7 separate regions of the Mus musculus genome follow, and regions 1, 2, 3, 4, 5 and 6 are each linked to region 7. A link is a contact called in public Hi-C, HiCAR-type, HiChIP or PLAC-seq and promoter capture Hi-C data. All regions are on one chromosome and are shown on one strand. Each heading gives the region's core, a stretch centred on a gene start, on an enhancer-like site or on the middle of the called end of the contact. The rest is flanking DNA. Distances are from core to core; before and after follow the strand shown. Region 1 holds the start of Zc3h11a (zinc finger CCCH type containing 11A). Region 2 holds the start of Timm17a (translocase of inner mitochondrial membrane 17a). Region 3 holds the start of Snrpe (small nuclear ribonucleoprotein E). Region 4 overlaps Gpr37l1 (G protein-coupled receptor 37-like 1). Region 5 holds the start of Rnpep (arginyl aminopeptidase (aminopeptidase B)). Region 6 holds the start of Shisa4 (shisa family member 4). Region 7 holds the start of Adipor1 (adiponectin receptor 1).

Region 1 (2,700 bases), core at 85-2,584, 750 kb before region 7:
AGGAAATTTCACTTAAGCTTAGTGCACCACTCAACAGTCATCATTTAAGACTGACTTGCCAATACAACCTAAAAAGTCAATTCCGGCCAGCTAAATCAGATTCCACATACTAGGCATTAGCAGTAAGCGCTAGCTGTGCCCTTTCTGTTCTGATATTTTGAAAACTATAGGTGGCTGAAGAAAAATTAACTGGAAATAAAATTTCAAAACAAGGTAACAAGCTATATTCTTCATTTACGGTTTCTATCAAGAGTTCATATTTTTAGACTGAAGCAACATTACATACAACCTGTAAATAACTCATAAATTGACATTCTATGAGCAGCCAAACTAAAATAAGCTTTAAACCACTTCCATTCCTTTTCCGTGGGCCCCCTCCCCTCCCCTCAATACCAACACGTTTACCCTACGAAAGCATGGCTACCACTAGCTGCACAGCCGCCTTCTCTGGGTTCAGAACCAAAGCCTGGTAGATGTCAACAAAACGAGCCTTCCCCATGGGGATCCGCACCGATTATGGGCGTCTAAGGGGTGTTCTTCGTACGATCTCACCAATCCTACAAGAACGAAGAGTCCCTGTAGCTCTTGACTTCGAGGATGAAGGCTTGGGCGGGAGAGTAATCAGGGTAGGGAATGGGAATAGGATACCAGAATTCGACTCTGTATGTGGAATATTAGAAAACCTCCAAAGTAGTGGGACCCTAGAGAGGAAGGCGAGGAGGTAAAGTCGGGTCCAGGCACTTGATCTGATCTCGGGAGGGAGGGCCAGCTAACTAAAGAAACTGATTCCCGGAAGAGAGCAACCTAGTGTCAGTTCCCCCTCCGGGGGTCCGAAACAGTCGCTTTTCCGGGGCTACCCGGGAATCCCGGTTCGGGAACACCGGATGTGGGGGGAGGGGGAAGAGGTTGGTAAGTAAGGGAGCAGGCGCCGTGGGGGTGGGGCGGAGCGGGTGGGGGCAGGGAGGGTGGGAAAGTGAGCTGAAGTCTGCCTAGGAGCCCAGCAGGCCGGGGCCGCCGGCGGGAGTCCGGGTAGCTGCCGTGCTGATGGGCCCGGTTCAGACTTCCCGGGCTAGGCCGAAAGTCGGGCGAGGGGAGGCCGCTGCCACTCCCCTCGCCCTCTTCTCCCTCCCAGGCCCCAAGTCACCCGGGAATCAAAAAATGGGTCTAGTTACCAGAGAACAGAAACTTTACCGAACCGATGACAATGTCTCCGACTCCCGCGTGCTGCCACGTCTTTCTCTTTTCTTAGCTGCGGTCGCCCGCCGTCCTCACAGCAGCCGAACAAGCAGAAACCCAGGACTGCCAGCGTCAAAGATGGCGCCCGGCTACAGGCTCGCCTTTAAGGCTGGGCCAGTGAAAGTGCCAGCACGACGCAAAGCGCAGGCATTCTGGGAGTTGTAGTTTCCTCTATGAGGCCAGCCTTAAAATGGCTTCTTGGGTCATAGGGTCACGTGTCACGGAGGCACGGGGACCGGAATTTCTTTCTGTGGACCCGGATGCCTATCAGAAAATTATTCTTCACGAAAGTTTTGTTTTGTTGTAAAATCAAGGAGAGAAGCAAGAAACCTGTCTACCAGATACCAAACATTCAATTTATGTTAACCAGAGTGTGTATAATGAGCCTTCCAAACCTGATAGACATTTAATTAAAAATTAGCTCCGAACTAACTGACCTGTTGTGGCAGCACTTAAGAAGCAGAGGCAAGCAAGTCTCTGTGAGTTTGAGAACACCCAGATCTATATAGTGAGTTCCAAAACAGCCAGGACTATTTAGAGAGTCCTGTATCACAAAACAAAACAAAAACAAAAACAAAAACAAAAACAAAAACTACTTTTCTCTTGCAAAGTTGAAGGACTTCCATAGCAGAAGTTCTGCTCTGGATGCTTTCCTTTACTTAATCACATTTATCTGTTTGTTTGTTTTGGCTTTTGAGACAGATATACTATGAACTCCTAACCTGGAACTTGCTCTGTAGACCAGGCTAGCCTCCAATCTTTAGCAATTCTTCCTCTCCTTGAGTGCTAGTGCCACAGGCATCTGCTACCATGCCTGGCTAGTTTTGTCTGTCTTTCTTTCTTTCTTTCTTTCTTCCTTTCTTTCTTTCTTTCTTTCTTTCTTTCTTTCTTTCTTTCTCTCCTTCCTTCCTTCTTTCTTTCTCTCCTTCCTTCTTTCTTTCTTTTTTTCTTTCTTTCTTTTTTAAGGTTTATTTATTTTATATGAGTACACTGAAGCTGTCTTCAGACACACCAGAAGAGGGCATCAGATCCTATTACAGATGGTTGTGAGCCACCATGTGGTTGCTGGGAATTGAACTCAGGACCTCTGGAAGAGCAGTCAGTGCTCTTAACCACTGAGCCTTCTCTCCAGCCCATTTGTTTGTTTTCTTAAAACAACGTGTGTTAGAAAAATAATCCATGTTTGATAAGAAAGTTACAAGATCGTGCAGTATGTAAAGCACTTTCCATGTATGCCTCAATTCCATCCCCAAAACCCATAAAGTTGTCCTCTGACATTTAAAAGTATACTGTGACAGGAACACCCATCAGACAACAATCTTTTTTTTGTTTTGTTTTTGTTTTTGTTTTCTTCAAGACAGGGTTTCTCTGTGTGGCCCTGGCTGTCCTGGAAGTCACTTTGTAGACCAGGTTGGCCTTGAATTCAGAAATCTGCCTGCCTCTGCCTCCTGAATGCTGGGATTA
Region 2 (2,700 bases), core at 189-2,688, 900 kb after region 7:
AAAAGTTGGTACTCCAACCCCCCGCAAACTCTGTCCACTCTATTTATAGATCCTAAAGCACTCCGAGAAAGCAACAAAGAAGTATTATGACAATGATTAAACCATCTACTGTTTCAGACAGCGCTGGCCTCAGAACACACCAAGAAAAAAAAGGAATGTCCAGTAACTTATCAAACATCAAGACATGGCCTTGCTATGTATCCTGGGCTAGCCTAGAACCTAAGTGCTGAGATTACCAGCATGCACAGTGCACTCTGATGAAAATATGTCTGACACAAGGTCTAACCCCAGCTGCCCTAGAACTTGCTATGGAGCCCAGGCTGTCCTTAAACTTGCTGGCTCTCCTGCTTCTACCTCATGAGGCCTGTGCCACCTGACCTGGGGAAAACTCAAATGTATCAAAATTACCCCTCCTGCTAATCTGTGTCATTATACGGCATCTAGTACCAATTTATACAGTCCAGCTAAACCCTGCATATCCAACCCCAACACATGGAGATAACCTCCTCTGAGGACAGAAGGCTGAAGCATACTTTTGGGAGTGCCACCAAATAATAATTTAAAATCCTGGGCAGACACACTATTTGAGGATAATACCCTGACGCTCATTACAAACAAAAACCCAGAATACCAAGATCTATTAGCTTGTGACACCTGAGGCTTTATTCAAACAACTGTTGAGACTCGACAGCTATTACATTAATTTACTGCAAACAGCTATGCCTGATTTACTCTTGTTTACACCTTGAGCCAAGCATACAGCCCTTACTTAATAAACACTTAATGAATTTATGTCTATTCATGGCTTTTCAGAGAACACACGCAGCTCATCTCTTCCTATTTTCCACATACTGATATATCTTTTTTCTTCGGGAATTCCACATAGGAAAGGCCGCTTCAGCCTACAAGGAGCTCATCCAGCCCCCTTGGATGTTGGGTGAAATTTGTGGTCTACTCATTTGAAATGCTTCATCGTGGGGACACTTAGTCCTCATAGGCATAAGGCCTCGGGTATGGCACTCGGAGATCTACATTCCCTTCGTCGAGGCAGAAACTGAGCAGAGCGAGGCTTAGGGACGTGTTCAAGGTCGCCTCAGCAGGCAGAAGGGATCATTATTGTCCCCGCACAAAGTCGACAGCACCTGCCATAGGGAGGAGGTTCCAAAGCTCCACCAAGCCCAGCACCGGACCTCCTCCCAATGCACCACAAGGTCACAGGGGTGCTGGGGTCCTGGCACACTGCGCTAAAAAGCCACCTTTGTCACGCTCATCCACACTACCCACAGCTGCCCAGATCTCGGCGCCGAGCCGCGCGGAGCTCCGCTTGCACCTCAGACTCCGACCACGGCGGATGGAGGAGGTAATTAAGGGACAAGGGCGGCGGCGGCAACTCACCACGGCTCTCTCGCGTATTCCTCCATCTTGGCTCCAACCCGCGCGAGAGTCTACGGCACGCTGGGCGGAAATTGATCCCCGCGACGGAAGTGATCCCAGGCGGAGGCGTGCTACTGGACGGGGATTGGAGCATCTCTTCCTGCCGCAGCCAATGGCAATCGGACTCCTTGTAGACCCGGAGCGTGGAGGCTCCCCGGCCAGGGCGTGGAGGTTCGGGGGTTCGGAGTACTGAGTGACAGAGTTCAGATCAGCCCCGTGGCCTGGGATAAACATTGATTGCCCTTTTTTTCGAGACAGAGTTTCTCTGCCCTGGAACTCGCTTATGTAGCCCAGTCTGGCTTCAAACTCAGATCAGCCAGCCTGTGCCTCCCGAGTGCTGGATTAAAGGTGTGTGTCACCACTATCCAGCCGCTATTTTTTAAAAAGTGCTTTTGCTGTCAGGTATTTATTAATAGTGCTACTTAATTTGCCGTGAACAGTGAATCTTTAATAAATATATGTAGCTCTTTTAGAGCAGATCTATATAGTCATAATGTCTGGAATGTAATAGATAACTTTTAAAATAAAGATTATTTTTATTAATTGATGTATGTACGGGATCTGGTGGGTGCATGGAGGTCTAAGGAGAGTCTACAGAACTGGAATTGTCAGGGCTGACAGCGAGTACTTTACCCACTGAGCCAATTTAGCAGCCCGAAAATAAGTGTTCATCTTATAGAGACAATTGGACCATTTCAGGAGCCATGGCCAATTTGAGACCATTGATTTTGGGGGTCGTTGGTGCCAGATCCTCTTCCATGCCTCCCCACAAAGGATAACCCAGAAAGCATGAGATATGTTTAGCCCAGAGAAAAGAGACTGAAAATAGGGCTATAGTCATACTTAAGTTGGTAAGTCAGATCCCCAGCATCATACACACACACACACACACACACACACACACACACACACACACACACACGGTTATGGTGGCACATATTGAAGTTCAGTGTTATATCCTCAGTTGCATTTAGAGTTCAAAGCCATCCTGAGATACTCCAGACTTCCCTTGTTAAAGAAGAAAAAGCTAAAAGTATGAAGTTTCACCAGCCTTATCAGGAAAACACAGTCACTGCCAGCTATAAAGGGAGTTCTTGTTCCATTCCACCTTAAAACAACAACAACGCCGGGCGTGGTGGCGGACGCCTTTATTCCCAGCACTTGGGAGGCAGAGGCAGGCAAATTTCTGAGTTCGAGGCCAGCCTGGTCTACAGAGTGAGTTCCAGGACAGCCAAGGCTACACAGAGAAACCCTGTCTCAAAAAAA
Region 3 (2,700 bases), core at 161-2,660, 810 kb before region 7:
TTGAGGAAAAATAGCCTGGGTACTCACAATAATACAACCTTCTATCCGCATATTCACTTGTTCATACAGCCACACCTGAATTCGAGATCTCTGAAATAAAAATAATGACTTTAGAAATGTAAACAAATCCCACTCCATTACTTTGTTTCCACAATAAACGACTTATCTTAAAAATTCCAATAAATATAAGCCAAAAACTAGAACTAGTTAGTCTTCATCTAAGAGCTAGCAACACTGGTTAACCTGCTGAGAAACATTTAATAAGTGCTCGGGCAGGCCTGTCCAAACTAATTTTCCTACTCTGAAAATTTATTTTTGCTTCTGGCATGAATACACTTACAGTTAGAACTGTTCACAGGATAGTACAAAGCGAATCTGGCGATTAAAAATTACAATGGCTTAAAACGATTTTTCATCTGTGTTGTAACACTCTAAAATAAACATCGCTAAAATCTCCTCAAAGAAGAGCATTTGCCACTCGCTTCTCTGTATATAACGCCCCCACTCCCCCAAACCCCGCTTTGGTGTCTTTTCTCCATTCTAAGTCCAACTATGGAAAAAGCACTATGCAACTGTCACTGCTAAATCCGATGACAAATCGTTCTTACAGAGTAATTTTAATAGTAAATATAATTACATTGTTCTTACAGAATAATGGTAACTGTGTGCATCCTTAAGTCAGCACGGACATATTAATAATTAGCGCTTTCCCTGTGACCTTATCCTCAACTCTGGTTCTCCCCCCCCCCCAATTTTTTAGTCTAAGCACTAGAAACAGAGAATTTGTTACAAAGAGTCAAACAGGCCCAACTTTCATTTCAGTAACAGTAAGGAAACAACTTACGTACATTTTGCAAGTATCTGAAGATAAGGTTCTGCAGCACGGCGATCAAGGAAAAGAACTACACAAACAGCGGAGCCTCCGCTCCCAACCGCGCCGGACTCTCCAGCGCCCCAAGGTCCGGCCGGGCTACATCCGCAAGCACAAACGACCGCCGGGAGCATGCGCTCCCTCCCCACCGCCCTCGTTTCTCCAACCTTCCCGATGGCCCACATCCTCCTCTCCTCCTCGGTATCCCCCGCTTTCATCGCGGATCGCCAGCCTGGCCGGGTCCACCCGGAGCCCGCCTTCCGCCTCCCGCCTCCCGCCGCCCTTCAACTCCGCGCGCTTTCCTGCCTCCCCGTTCGCCCCAGGGCCTCACGGGAAGCGGCCCGCAGCGGGCTGCCCGGCTCCCCGCCCACGCTCACGGCGCCTACGGCCCCCAAAGCCCCGAGTTCACGCAGCGTAGGATACGATGGGCTGCACCATCACCTTCTGCACCTTTTGGCCCTGGCCGCGGTACGCCATGGTGGAAGTCACAAAGACCACACGAGTAGGAAGGCCGCCTCGGAAAGCGACTTCCGGAAGCAAGACCCGGAAACGGAAGTGCAGTGGTCGTCGGCGACGCGGGCCGGTCCTGGGGAACGCCTCTCTAGGCCAGGAGCCGCTTTTTCTCTATGCTGATAGACTCCGCCGGCGGCCTTCCGACTCAACCGCTCTTTGAAGTCGAGGTCGGTCCTACAGCGCCACCTGGAGGTAGGCTGAGAGGCTTGCCTCTGCCTAGGTGCTCTTCTGAGAGCTGCTCTGGAATTTAGAGGCGGCATCTTGTCCAGAACCATCTGCAGACTCCCCTTATTTGTTTTGGGCCCCAGAGCTAGTCTAGATGGTCATGCCCGAAGCAGTGGTGGAGTTGTGGCTTGTTCAATAACAGATTCAACCCTCATCACCTTTATGCAGAGTTAACTGTTGCAGTGGCAACTGAAGATGGCAATCTAACTAGCTTGGAGGTATTGAAATCGGCTTGTTGGACTCAGATCTCTCTCAGTTGTGTGACCGGTGATAATTAAGTCATTAGGCCTCAGCATCTCCGTCCCGCAAGGGGACAGGAGGTGAAGATTCAGGGAGGTAGTAGTGCACAGGTGCTCCTAGAACACATCTGTAATCTCAGCTTGTGGAAGGCGCAAGGTGAGTATGACCTTAAGCTAAGTAGTACGTTCCAGATCTAAGCTACATGAGGCCTTGTTTCAAAACAAAACAACCTACATGGTATACAACCTGATAAACTTAAGGTAAGTTAGAAATGTAAGTTAAAAAAAAATGCATTTAATGCAGATACCTTGGGCCCAGGGGAGATGATTCGGTAGGTGGGACATGAGGTCTGTCAACCAGCACCTACACAAAATTACATGCCTGTAATTCCAGAGACAGGAAGGAGGGTGCCTGGGCTGGATGGCCAACTAGTCTAACTTAATCGCCAAGTCCTAGGTTCAATGAGAGACCCTGTCTCAGAAGGTAGGGTGAAGAGTGACTCAGAAGGACACTTGATGACATCCTTTGGCCTCCACATGCACACAGAAAATTGTTGAAAATGTATATGCCTAGTCTACTCAATGCCATCGCTTAGCAACACAACATAGCAGCCTTTCTTGAAGCTGCAGCTGCCCCCCACCTCACCAGAAAGTACCTAGAGCTGCTTACCAGGGAAATGATCAAAATTTAAAATGCAAAGTCTGATTTTTTTTTTTTTACAGAATTCATATTGCTTTCACACCATCTTTAGGATGAAGAATTGTAAGTCAGGAGCTATCTGGATGTGTGTGTGTGTGTGTGTGTGTGTGTGTGTGTGTGTGTGTGTGTTAAAGCCTCGTCCCCCACCCCAC
Region 4 (2,700 bases), core at 40-2,539, 740 kb after region 7:
AGGGCCCAGGGTGACGGGTGGAGCCGAGACAGAACAAAGATAACCCGTGGGGAATGTCAGGGGATGCCTCTCCCCTGGCATCGGGCTCCGAGGACTGTGGATGTCATCATCTTTTTCCTGAGCATCCCAGCTCAAAGCCACTGCCCACCCTTGAGCAACAACCCCTCCCCCTGAAGCCTGGGACCCCTGAACAACAAATCCCACATTGTTCCTTGGCTGGCTCAGGCTGGAGGGATAGTGGCTCTTTCCCAAGACTGGCTGGACTGCTGACTAGCTTTGCAAGCCATTCACGTTGGCAGGCTTGGAAGGTGGCAACGGGGTAGGGTCTAAGAGCCACCATCTCCCGCCTCCCCCCTCCCATTCCCCTTCAGCTCTGGGCCAGCCAGCAGGCAAGAGGGAGGTCCAGAGTGTGCCCTTTGTGGAAGAGGCTACCAAACAGGATGCAGAACCCACCCCCACCCCACCCCACCCCCTAGCCTTCCACTCTCAATCCTCTCCCTGCCCCTGACTTCACCTCAGTTCACCCGGCCAGTTAGGAGCTATTGGTGTGTGCAGGGCTGGGGTAGAGGGAAGATAGAAGAAAGCATATGCTGGCTGGTTCTGTTCAGAGACATGGGCCCACCTTTGCCCCCTCTCCAACTACCCACACACTCAAAGTTCCTAAACACAAAGCCGGAGAGTTCGGTCACTGTAGCAACAGGTCTGCCGAGAAATGGGTGGGTGTCATTTTCCAGCACAAAGGGTGCACATGGCAGCTCCATCACTTAGCAACAGACTCCCTCTCTTGGCCAGCATCGCTGGCCCTGGGGGGTGGGTGCCAGGGAGTGAGAACAAGGCTGTTCAGATTCCGAGTGGGGGGGGGGGAGGGCAGGGAGGCTTGGCCACTGGGCAGGCCACGGCCCAGGAGTATGGGTGAATGAGCAAAGCAAAGAATGGAGTCAGGTGCCCATGACCCTGCACCCTTAAGGACCTGTGCTAGCAGAGGTTCTAGATTGGACTGATGTGCAAGAGTCTTTGTGGGACCCAGAGCTCCAGATAAAGGTGCTTCTGAGAAAGCTGGGCCATTCGGGAAGGAATGTTGGTGGCCGGGGCTGAGATTCGTTTCTGGCTGATAGCCCAGCAGAGAGAAGGGGTCTTTGGAAGTGCCTGGGGGGGAAGAACCGGAGCAAATGACTCCAAGGGCAGGAACCAGTGGGAGAAGCTACTGGATCGACCTACTGGGACCTACTATAGAACGCTGCTAGGAAGGGTGATATGGTGGGGGTGGTGGGGGAAGGCAGCTGGGCCATCTCAGAGGCAAACAGTCCATTCTAAGAAGCTGAACAAGAGCCACTGTTTGAGTGAGGGGGGGCTGAGAAGCTGTGTGGCTCACGAAAGGAAGGCCTCTGGATTTCCTCAAATGGGGGCTTTGTGGAGAGGGTGGACGAAGGCGGGGAGCTCCAGAGACCAGTGGGCTGACTTCTCAGGGGCATCTGGGTTTAGCTGTGGATAAAGGTTTAGTGCCCGGTTCCCCGAAGCCTCCCCTCCTCTCTGTCCCTTAAAAGCTATAACATCCTTAGGACCCTTCCCCCAAGGCAGAATAACTGCAAGCCCAGGCTAAGGGGACTGCCCCACCCCAGAAAAGGCTCCACTACATGTCTAAACACCATCATCCATTGGCAAGGAAGTTCTGTGGGCACAGGGTTGTGGTACCTACTTTATTGTTTTTTCCAGAATGGCCTTCTACAGAAAAGCACCTAACGGGAACAATGCAACTGAGAACCTCTGAGAACGGAAGACAGAGTGAGAGAATGCTCTGGGGAAAAGGGAAAACACATGCAGGGCTAAGACAGACCCACTTTAGAAAGTGGAGACCAGGGCTTGGTTAGGTTAGCCCCCTAGAAGTCCCTAGTCCAGTATAGGAGGCTAGGTAGGAGTAGAAATGATGTTGGAGCTCACCAGCACACAATCCATCATGATGGACAGGCTCAGCCAATAGTCAGATCCTAAGACCAAAGGGAGAATAGGCAAAAGGCCAAGCCCTGGCTCTAGGGTGGCCAGATTGAGATTCTGGGCAACTCTAATGACCTAGACAGATCTCCATCTACAAGGAGGTGGAGATCTGGCAGGCCCCTCGGAGGATAAGAACAGCATTGTTTGTAGATGGAGCTTTGAAAAGCCCAGACTTTGACAAGATGAGCCAAGTCCATCTCTAAACAGCAAGATGAGAGAGGGGTCAAAGTGAGACCGTGTCAAAGAATCAGCAGACCATCATGGACCGGGATGGCACCCCTCCCCCGCCGGCTCTGCACCTGCTCCCGATCCCCCATAGACTCAGCAAGGGGTGCCCAGGGGCAGGAGTGGGGGCGACTCCCTGGGCTTGTGGAAGTAGATAGAAGAGGACACTTCCGCCTTCAGCTTGCTGTCCGCGCTGACTGTGGCTGAGGAGTCTGAGGCCCCGCCGCACTCCTCGCAGCAGCAGCAGCAGCAGCAATCCAGAAAGGCCTGGCCCAGTGGCCTGCAGATGCACAGGAGGAGCACAGGGGTGATGGCGCCCTTAAAGAAGGTGGAGAACTGGTTGATGAGGCCCAGGAGGTCCAGGGTCTGCCGCGTGAGCTCGGTAGAGAGGTAAGCCACCACGATATTGCAGACGTTCTCAGGGAGTGTACAGAAGGCATAGACCACAGTCAGGCCGACCACGGTGCTGTTGAGCTGGCTCTC
Region 5 (2,700 bases), core at 134-2,633, 870 kb after region 7:
CCCAACAAGTTCTATCGCAAGGCTCGCTTATTCCTCCAATCAAAGGAGGAAGTCAAGTGCTCTTTGGGTCAGTAAAGGGGAACTGTTAGCTGGATAAGCAAGCTCCAATAGTCTGCCAACAGCTTTGGTGAACCTTGTAACCCAGCCTAAGGCTGTCACTCTTACAAATGTCCGCTATGAATAGTTACCTAAACTTCCAATATTCATCCAACTCTGAAAACCTTAAGACTTAAGAGCCAACCGTTATTGAGAAGGCTGAATTATTATAAAGTCTAGAGTACTCTAATTACACATTCCCATTTTTGCTCGGATTCTTTTAAGTCAATAGCAGGATTTCAAAGGAGGAAGTAAAAATGCTTCTCGGGCTGTTTTAACCTGTGCAACCAAAAGGGCTTGCTAGCACATGAAAGGACCCTGTCAGCATCCAGCTAATTAACCAACACTGTCCAGGCTCCAGCAAGGAGAATTATAAAACAAAACAAAAAGCAAAGTTTGCGAAGCAAGTTTCTCATCCTGAAAAGACAGAGGCTAGCGGACAAGTCGGTCCAGCACGTGTGTGTCAGAGGTGAGGCAGGGCAATCTAAGGCAAATAATCCCGACAGAGACCAGGAAGGCAGGAAGGAAGGACGGGTAGGAGGAACAAAGCACCGGCTGGAGAGGTTCGAGCCCAGGAATGGGGAGCACGGGGCAGGAATCCAAAGCCGGCTTCTGGGGAAGAGAGTAGGGGCACGGGGATCTCCCGCGGAAGCTGCGGAAGCAGAGCCAGATTTCCTGCTCTCCATCTCTGGGCTGCTTAGGAGCAGCAGGCTGGCCAAGGGGGCTGAGAGAGGCCGGTGGCCCGGGCGCCCCGCGCGCACTCACCCCGGGTCCCTCCCCGACGCGGTAGGTGAGCTCCAGCTCGAAGCGATCGGCGGCACCGCAGGGCTGCCGGAAGGCCACGCACAGGGCCTGGCCATAGTGCGAGAAGGGCTGTGTGTGGAAAGGCACGGGCTCTGCCGGCGCCTGCTGGTCTCCCGGCTGTCCCCGTCGCAGCGTCGCCGCCGTCACCTCCAAGCAGCTGTGCGAGTCGAGCCGCAGCTCCGAGGCGCCCTCGGGAAGCAAACAACGCAGCTCCAGCGTCGCCGTGCCGCTCAATCCGCGGCTTCCCGGACCCGGGCCCGGAGGCCCGAACTCGGCCCGCAGGTCCAGGTGCAGGTGCAGGATCTCGAAGGCGCGGAAGCTGGAGGCCGAGGCCACGTCCACGGCTTGGGCCGAGTGCAGTGGCCGCCGGGCGGCCGCGCTGTAGTTGCCTGGTCCGCCGCTCTCCATGGCTCCTGAGCGGTTGCTCACCCGCCAGGAAGGTCGGTCGCTCCTCGGGTCTTGGCAGGCTCCGCCTCGAGGCGACGCGCCACCATGCGCCCCGCCCTCCGAGGAATTCGGGCGGCCACAGCCCCTAACCCCCTGGGGCTGTCCCCTCCCTTGTGGCACACAACCCCTCTTCCTGCTTCACACAGGTTCCTGTGCTACCCTGAGACCGAAGTAGGTGGTGTGGTGGGTCACCCTAGTTCCAGGTCACCCTTGAGGATTCCCCATCTTCTAAGCAGTCTGCAAGATGCAGGGGACCAGAACCTGGATTGAAAGGCTCTGGGTTTGAAATTTCACTCACTCTCTCCACTAGGCCAGTCATTAGGACATGTGTGACATCTTGAATGAATTGTAAAACAGGAGTTGTAATGCTGTTCTTCCGTCAAGGAAGATGTCTAGCGTGCTTAGTAAATAGCCACACACACACACACACACACACACACACACACACACACACACAAACCCCCGCAACCCCAGGCACACAGATCTTTAACGCTTTTGTGTCAGGACCAGAGACGTTTTGTGGTTGTTATATATCTATATGTTCCCACTCAACTTAAATTTAGTTGTTTCTATTTTTAATTTTTTCTTTTGAAAAAATATGGATGGGTGTTCTGCCCGCACGTATGCCTAGTGCCTGCAGATAGAGTCGGACCCCCTGGAACTGGAGTTACAGACCTTGTAAGTTGTCATTGGATGCTGGGAACCAAACCAGGTCCTCTACAAGAGCAGCCAAGGACTCTCAACCGCTGGGCCATCTCTCTACCCTCAAGTTAGATTTTTAAATGAGTTCATTAAGACTAGTTAAACTCCCTAGCTATTGAAATCATGCAACTTTAAAAAAAATTATTGTGTTACTATGTAGCCCAAGGTAGTCTCAAAATAGCCATCCTACATCAGCTTGAGGAGTTATGGGATTACACCCTTCCTAGATAATATTTGTTTATCAATGCTGGAGATCAAATGTAGGGCCTTAAGTACCCTAAACAAGCACTCTGCCTTTGAGCTACACCCTCATCCCTGCACGCATGGAAATGCTTAGTCGCCCATTGCATGTTCTTTGTATTTTCCTTGTGTGGCTCAGTTTGAGCTGGACACAGCGCTACATTTTGTTTCTCTTCTGTGACAGTGCCTTGCAGAGGCAACAAATGAAGAGATTAAGTGTAGCCATTTCCTAGGGATTGAAACTTTTCAGTCTTTTTTTTTTTTTTTTTTTTTTTTTTTTTGGTTTGTGGAGACAGGGTTTCTCTGTATAGCCCTGGCTGTCCTGGAACTCACTTTGTAGACCAGGCTGGCCTGGAACTCAGAAATTTGCCTGCCTCTGCCTCCCGAGTGCTAGGATTAAAGGTGTATGCC
Region 6 (2,700 bases), core at 130-2,629, 960 kb after region 7:
GGGCTGGGAGTGTAGCTTAAAGTAGCATGTTGGCCTGTTTGAGGGCCTACCCTTAGCCCTGGGCTGGATGGGGGAAGGATTAGCAAAACTTTTAATTTTGGCAACTGTTTCTTTTCTTTTCTTTTCTTTTCTTTTCTTTTCTTTTCTTTTCTTTTCTTTTCTTTTCTTATTTGTTTGTTTATTTATTTATTTATTTATTTATTTGGTGGTGTTATCGTTTTTGAGATAGTCTCACTTTGTAGCCCAGGCTGGTCTGGAACTCTTTAGTGATGATCTTCCCGCCTCAGCCTTCTGAGTGCTGGGATTACAGGTGCGAGCCACCAGGCCGGGCTAGCAACTTCCATATTATTTTAAAAGGTAGCGGTACTCTATAGAGGGCAAGCGCCTTAGCTGGATCACAGTGCACCAGCCTGGAAACAAAACCCAAGTCTTCCTGCCCTCTCACCAGAGCGTCTACCAAGGCACTCTGCTGTTTGAATGTTAGTGTTAACTCAGCACACTCCCTCCCAGGACCTGTCAGGATCCAGAAAGCCCCTGGAAACAGCCCAGGCAAGCCCATGGTAACTAACACCAACCACCCAGCTCTGTCACCATTTGGAGTCCTGGTGACTCCTGCAGTTAAGAATGTGGAGGTGGGCACTGGAGCCAGCAGGAGGCCTCCGGAGAGGGGGTGGAGTGGGAGTCCGCAGCCCACCTGAAGGCCAGGCAGTGTTTCTGCTGTCTCTCGGTGATGAGTAAGGTCAGGTCCCTGCAGCAGTACCGCTGGTAGCAGGTCCCGCAGCAGAAGGTGAAGAACTCGCAGTCAAATCCCGGATGCCAGGAGCCATTCCGGTCCAGATACCACAAGCAGTCCTCACTCGCCAGCGCTGCGGGCAGGGGTGGAGGTGCCCAGTGGACACCAGTCCAATTCAGTTCTAGCCACCCTCAATCTCACTGCCTTGACAAGCTGAAAGCTCACTTTTGTTTCTACCCTAAGCTAGAAGTCCTAGAAGCCCCTTTCTCCCTGAAGCTGAACCCCGCGCCTGGGGGTCAGGTTCCCGCTGCCTGACCTCTCAGCGCCCTTTCTTTCCTGCTCCGGGAACAACCGCAAGCATCTGGGGGGCATGGACACCCGGAAGATAGCCTCTGAGGACATGGCTGGTCCCTTTCACCTCTCCCTGATCTCGCCCCACCCCACCCATCTCGTGTCGCTCTCCATCCCTTACCCAGAGGAGCCCCAAGCACCAGCAGGACGACGGCTGCGAGCGGCGCGGTCCCGCGGGGCCCCGCGGGCGGCATGGCGAGAGGGGGCTGGGCGCGGCCAGGACGGCCTGGAAAAGGGGCCGCAGGACAAAGCTGGACGAAGCCGGCCGGCGGGAGCTGCAGCACCGCCCAGCCCGCGGCCAGGCTCTGGCTCCTCTCCCGCCTTCTTGGGGCGGGACTAACGCCCCGCCTGCAGTAACCCTGCCAGGGCCCCGCCCAGGGGTCTGCCCACCAGCGACGCCCACCCAGCCTCAGCACCGGCCTGGTACCCCTCACCCCAAGACACAGCCCTGCTCTCTCTGTCCACAACAGTGTGGTGACTCCTTTAGTCTGAGCCCTTAAGGGCACAGCCAACAGCTGGTCACTGCGGTCAGGGAGGCCTGGCAGTACCCTGTGCCCGCCTCTCTCCTGAGACCAATCATTATCCCAGACCCCAGAAACACTGATCCTGGTGCCACCTCCTAATGAACAGCTCATGGGCCAACTCTGGAGGGGCAGGGCCGCACCTTCCCTTGTGTGGGACCTCCTCTGCTCTGGTGTCCAGTCTTGGACGTCCTGCAGGGGGAGGATGGGGCAGCGTCACCCTGCCCCCATTCCTAGAAACAGGCATCCATTGAGAGGAAGTTCAGAGAAGCTTTGTCCCCATCGGTGCCCACAGGGCCTGGGCCCTGGCAGCTGCACTGGCTCCTGAGATGGCCCCTTCTCCCTCTGAATGGACAGCTCCAACTATAGCCTCACTCCTCACCGGTAGGGGTGGCCGCCGCCACTTGAGACACAGCCAGTTAAACACTTTACAGTGGAAACTCTTTTTCTTCATGGAGCAAGCCTGCAAAAAATACTACATAAGCTATCAGGGTCAACAGTTAGTTACAGGTGGAAAGTCTCAAAGAAGAAAGTCAATGTACCTTTACCAACTCGTGTGGAGTTGATGCAGGACTCAGCGTCAGAGCCTGGGGCTCCAACGAGCCAGGTTTAGACAATTACCCTCAATAGACAATTAAAATAACCAAATTAATAGTGAAATGTATTCAATATGGCCACACTGGAAAGAGGGTCATGGAGATCTAGTGATTCCTTTCCATGCCCTAGTCCTGTGGGTCTCAGCCTTCCTACTGTGGCAACCCTTTGACACAGTTCCTCAAACTGTGGTGACTCCCAACCATAATATTATTTTCATTGCTACTTCATAATTGTAATTTTGCTACTGTTATGAATGTAATGTAAATATCTGTTTTCTGATGGTCTTGGGCAACCCTTGTGTGAAAGGGTGCTTCTAACCCCAAGAGGGGTCTCGGCACAAAGATCCTAGTCCATCTCAAGTAAGGGCAAAGCTTAAATAGAGAGTAAGATATTTGACTAAGTGGTCCAGGCAAGATGTGATTCCCCTGCCCATTACTGCCTTGGCTCCTAGTTGCTCCTGCAAGGTTACTGACAAACTGTAAAGTCTTTCACCAGGAG
Region 7 (2,700 bases), core at 155-2,654:
CAGCAGGTAATTTATTATTATTATTTTTATTAAAATATAGGTTTCTAGTCAACTGTTTTTTTTAAAGATTTATTTATTTATTTTATGTATATGAGTATACCATTGCTCTCTTCAGACACACCAGAAGAGGGCATTAGATCCAATTAAGATGGTTATGAGCCACCATGTGGGTGGCTGGGAATTGAACTCTGGACCTCTGGAAGAACAGTGGGTGTTCTTAACTGCTGAGCCATCTCTCCAGCCCCAGGTAATATATTAACAATAGCTAGTTGTTATGAAACTCTATCCATTTGCCAGGCATCATGCAGACACTGCCTTAGTCCTGACAGACCTGAAAGTAGCACCTGAAATGTCCTTAGTCCTGACAGACCTGAAAGTAGCATCATTTCCCTTCGTTTTCAAGGTTAAGTAGTGATTTGGAAGGACTCAGTAATGTGTAAAGATCGGCTGGCTTGGGAAGGAAACTGGATCTACAAGAACCCAGAGTCTATGCTTTTAACCAGAACAAAGTTGACTTCACTCTCCTGGGGCATCCATCTAGCATTTGGTCACCTTTTCTTGCATTTAGAGCAGTAACAGCTGTGCATCGTTTTTTGGAGTATAAGAAAATGAACACTCCCAAAATACTATATTGTGTGGTTCAGTTCCGGCAGAGAAGCACACTATATTGTCTTCTAAGATGTGCCCTCTGGGTCACATGGGAACATGGACTGGCACAGAAAATTGTCAAGCTAGGCTTGTTTGAAATAACTTCTCCCTTTCTGATAAATAACAGGAACCAAAAGTTAAATCAGTTGAGTGAATAGATTCATGGTAGTCGTTCCATACATAGCATACCAGAAGAAGAGAGGGAGGGATTTGGAAAATGGATATAGAAATAGTTTCGGAGCTGTATGGTAGCCCACATTTGAAATCCTAGCATTTGAAAGGCTGAGATAGGATGGCCTCGAGTACAAGGCTCACCTGGGTTGCACAATTAAACCCTTTCTCAAACAAAAATAAAAGTGTGGGTTGGCGTTGTTTAATCCTGCCACTAGGGAGGCGAATCTACAGGGCGAATTCGGGACAGCCAGGGCTACACGGAGAATCCGTGTCTTGGAAAAAGGGGGGAAAAAGTGTTTCTGTACTAGAGATATAGTGGCTTGCCTAGAGGTACAATTCCCAGTACTAAGAGAAGGAAAAAAAAAGTGTTTCGGAGCTGAAAAGCGAGGCCGTGGGGTGGGAAACTAAGATTGCCTTCCCAGCTCCCTACTCCCAGCTCCCTACTCCCCTACACGCGCCCGTCGTAGGCCGGGAGAAGAGGCTTTTGCAGTCCGCCAGTGTAGGGCCAAGCTGGGACAGCCAGAGCCAGCGATTGGTCAGATCAGGGGCGGGGCGGGGCGAGCCTGAGCGCGCCCTGATGATTGGCACGCGCAGGAATGCCTGGATCGGAGCGGGTGAGGTAGCGCCGGGAAGGTGACGCGGCTGCGGAGGTGACGCCGTGCGGTCGCGCGGCCCTTCCGGCGCGGGCAGGGCGCTGAGGATCGGGCGCCCCTCGGCCGCAGGCCGCCTCCAGTGCCGCGGGATGTAGCGCCCGGGCCCGCGGCCCCCAGCAGAGGCAGCCAGCCAGGCCGTAAGTGTCCCGGGGGTGGGCGGGGCGCGGGCCCTGCAGGCTCTGGAGGGGACAGCACGGGAGTGGCCCGCCCCTGGATCGTCGCTCACCGCCCGGCCCTCCGAAAGGTCCTCCGTAAACATTTCCGGCCCCTCCCACCGCGCACCGCCTCCGTTCGGGGGGCTGCTCGCCGCCGTCGGGGCCCGGCAGTCCGCGAGTGCTGTCTCCGCAGCCGCGCGGTAGACGGCCGCGTTCCAGCCCTGCTGGCGACCCCCGGAGTTGAGCCTGCGAGTTGGGTGCGGGAACACCGGCCCTGGGTGGCCGGGAACCCTAAGGCCACCACCGCGATCCGCAGGTCAAACGTGACGGGGCTCCCTCCTGGATAGGGTCGGTCGGGAAGTTGATGGAGACTCGACAGGCCTAAGGTACTACTCAACTAGAATGTAAACAAGATGCCGAAGTGTTGGGAAGGGCCAGATTTCATCTCAGAAATCTAGGGTTGATGGATGCTGGTTTGTTTGAGAATTTGAGTCTCGCACTTGCTTTTAAGAAAATAAAGTGGCTCGCCGTCAGTTTCTGGCGGTTCGTAGTTGAAGAAGCTGGACAAATTTCAGTTTACATAGTTTCAGATGTCAGCGGAGCACTAAGAGACCATGGGATCTTCTATAATAATAATCTGATTATTTCCCTCGGGTCTTTAGCAGACAGACCAGAAAACCCAGCAGTTAAGTTGTGTGGTAAATCAAACGAAGATGGCAATAGGTGGTTCTTTGCAGAACCAAAGCCATGTTGGGATGTGCTCACTGCTTTTTTTTTTTTTCCTTTTGATAATGCAGGGCAGGCTGTGATGGTGCAGTCGCAGTTCCTGAGAGTTTATAGCATCAGTCCACTGCCAGGAACTCAGTCAGATAGGATGGCGCTAAGTGGATTGCAATGTCAGGGTTCCCGGCCTGCAGCCACTGCATTTCTTTATTACAGAAGTAGTTTTTGTGTCCATTTTTTGTGAAAGGTCTTTGAGAAGTCAGTCTTCAAAAGCTGGTGTTATTAGTGAAGTATTAGACATTGGTGTGGGCCTTCAAACACTGCACCTACTCCCGCAGGGTAATCTC

Evidence for each region. Promoter capture Hi-C pulls out the DNA fragments that hold promoters and counts their contacts. Hi-C and Micro-C count contacts between places; a contact is called where the count stands out from the background. HiCAR-type assays count read pairs that join an accessible place to other places. HiChIP or PLAC-seq counts read pairs in DNA pulled down with a chosen protein or histone mark.
Region 1: a contact with region 7 is called in a promoter capture Hi-C map of pre-B cells, with 5 times the contacts expected there. The contact joins the promoter of Zc3h11a here to the promoter of Adipor1 in region 7. A contact is called at or near these places in 7 of 39 promoter capture datasets (the 3T3-L1 cell line, the C10 cell line, hippocampal neurons and 3 more), 2 of 484 Hi-C or Micro-C datasets (pre-B cells and regulatory T cells), 1 of 115 datasets of contacts at active chromatin or transcription factors (astrocytes) and 1 of 9 other capture datasets (liver).
Region 2: a contact with region 7 is called in a promoter capture Hi-C map of liver, with 5 times the contacts expected there. The contact joins the promoter of Timm17a here to the promoter of Adipor1 in region 7. A contact is called at or near these places in 2 of 39 promoter capture datasets (cranial neural crest and liver), 1 of 484 Hi-C or Micro-C datasets (CD4 T cells), 2 of 115 datasets of contacts at active chromatin or transcription factors (bone marrow-derived macrophages and thymic regulatory T cells) and 1 of 9 other capture datasets (pancreatic islet).
Region 3: a contact with region 7 is called in a Hi-C map of CD8 T cells, with 2.9 times the contacts expected there. The contact joins the promoter of Snrpe here to the promoter of Adipor1 in region 7. A contact is called at or near these places in 6 of 39 promoter capture datasets (the 3T3-L1 cell line, fetal liver, hippocampal neurons and 2 more) and 1 of 484 Hi-C or Micro-C datasets (CD8 T cells).
Region 4: a HiCAR-type map of astrocytes shows a contact between it and region 7, with 3 times the contacts expected there. The contact joins the enhancer-like site here to the promoter of Adipor1 in region 7. A contact is called at or near these places in 2 of 39 promoter capture datasets (the SN4741 cell line and liver), 1 of 115 datasets of contacts at active chromatin or transcription factors (astrocytes) and 1 of 9 other capture datasets (adipose tissue).
Region 5: a contact with region 7 is called in an H3K4me3 HiChIP or PLAC-seq map of bone marrow-derived macrophages, with 8 times the contacts expected there. The contact joins the promoter of Rnpep here to the promoter of Adipor1 in region 7. A contact is called at or near these places in 2 of 115 datasets of contacts at active chromatin or transcription factors (bone marrow-derived macrophages and embryonic stem cells).
Region 6: a promoter capture Hi-C map of liver shows a contact between it and region 7, with 3 times the contacts expected there. The contact joins the promoter of Shisa4 here to the promoter of Adipor1 in region 7. A contact is called at or near these places in 2 of 39 promoter capture datasets (cranial neural crest and liver) and 2 of 115 datasets of contacts at active chromatin or transcription factors (astrocytes and pancreatic cancer cells).

What each region holds. Positions count from the first base shown.
Region 1 is chr1:133,660,065-133,662,764 of GRCm38.p6, forward strand. It overlaps Zc3h11a (zinc finger CCCH type containing 11A), which reads right to left and starts at 1,335. Exons shown (of 18, transcript NM_001276767.1): 1 at 1,173-1,335. It overlaps Zbed6 (zinc finger, BED type containing 6), which reads right to left and starts at 821. Exons shown (of 1, transcript NM_001166552.1): 1 at 1-821.
Region 2 is chr1:135,312,299-135,314,998 of GRCm38.p6, forward strand. It overlaps Timm17a (translocase of inner mitochondrial membrane 17a), which reads right to left and starts at 1,439. Exons shown (of 6, transcript NM_011590.2): 1 at 1,396-1,439. The coding sequence starts at 1,421.
Region 3 is chr1:133,608,870-133,611,569 of GRCm38.p6, forward strand. Snrpe (small nuclear ribonucleoprotein E) reads right to left here and starts at 1,411. Exons shown (of 5, transcript NM_009227.3): 1 at 1,295-1,411; 2 at 849-875; 3 at 28-90. The coding sequence starts at 1,348.
Region 4 is chr1:135,158,567-135,161,266 of GRCm38.p6, forward strand. It overlaps Gpr37l1 (G protein-coupled receptor 37-like 1), which reads right to left. Exons shown (of 2, transcript NM_134438.3): 2 at 1,684-2,700. The coding sequence ends at 2,314. Among named protein-coding and RNA genes, the nearest start is that of Gpr37l1, 7.8 kb to the right of the region's middle. Within about 2 kb of position 1,290, at least 41 of the 459 cell types and tissues checked have an H3K27ac peak or open chromatin away from gene starts, as enhancers often do. A contact at or near this core is called in astrocytes, where this site is marked.
Region 5 is chr1:135,282,701-135,285,400 of GRCm38.p6, forward strand. It overlaps Rnpep (arginyl aminopeptidase (aminopeptidase B)), which reads right to left and starts at 1,384. Exons shown (of 11, transcript NM_145417.3): 1 at 862-1,384. The coding sequence starts at 1,308.
Region 6 is chr1:135,373,684-135,376,383 of GRCm38.p6, forward strand. Shisa4 (shisa family member 4) reads right to left here and starts at 1,380. Exons shown (of 5, transcript NM_175259.4): 1 at 1,206-1,380; 2 at 695-866. The coding sequence starts at 1,278.
Region 7 is chr1:134,413,974-134,416,673 of GRCm38.p6, forward strand. Adipor1 (adiponectin receptor 1) reads left to right here and starts at 1,405. Exons shown (of 8, transcript NM_028320.4): 1 at 1,405-1,612.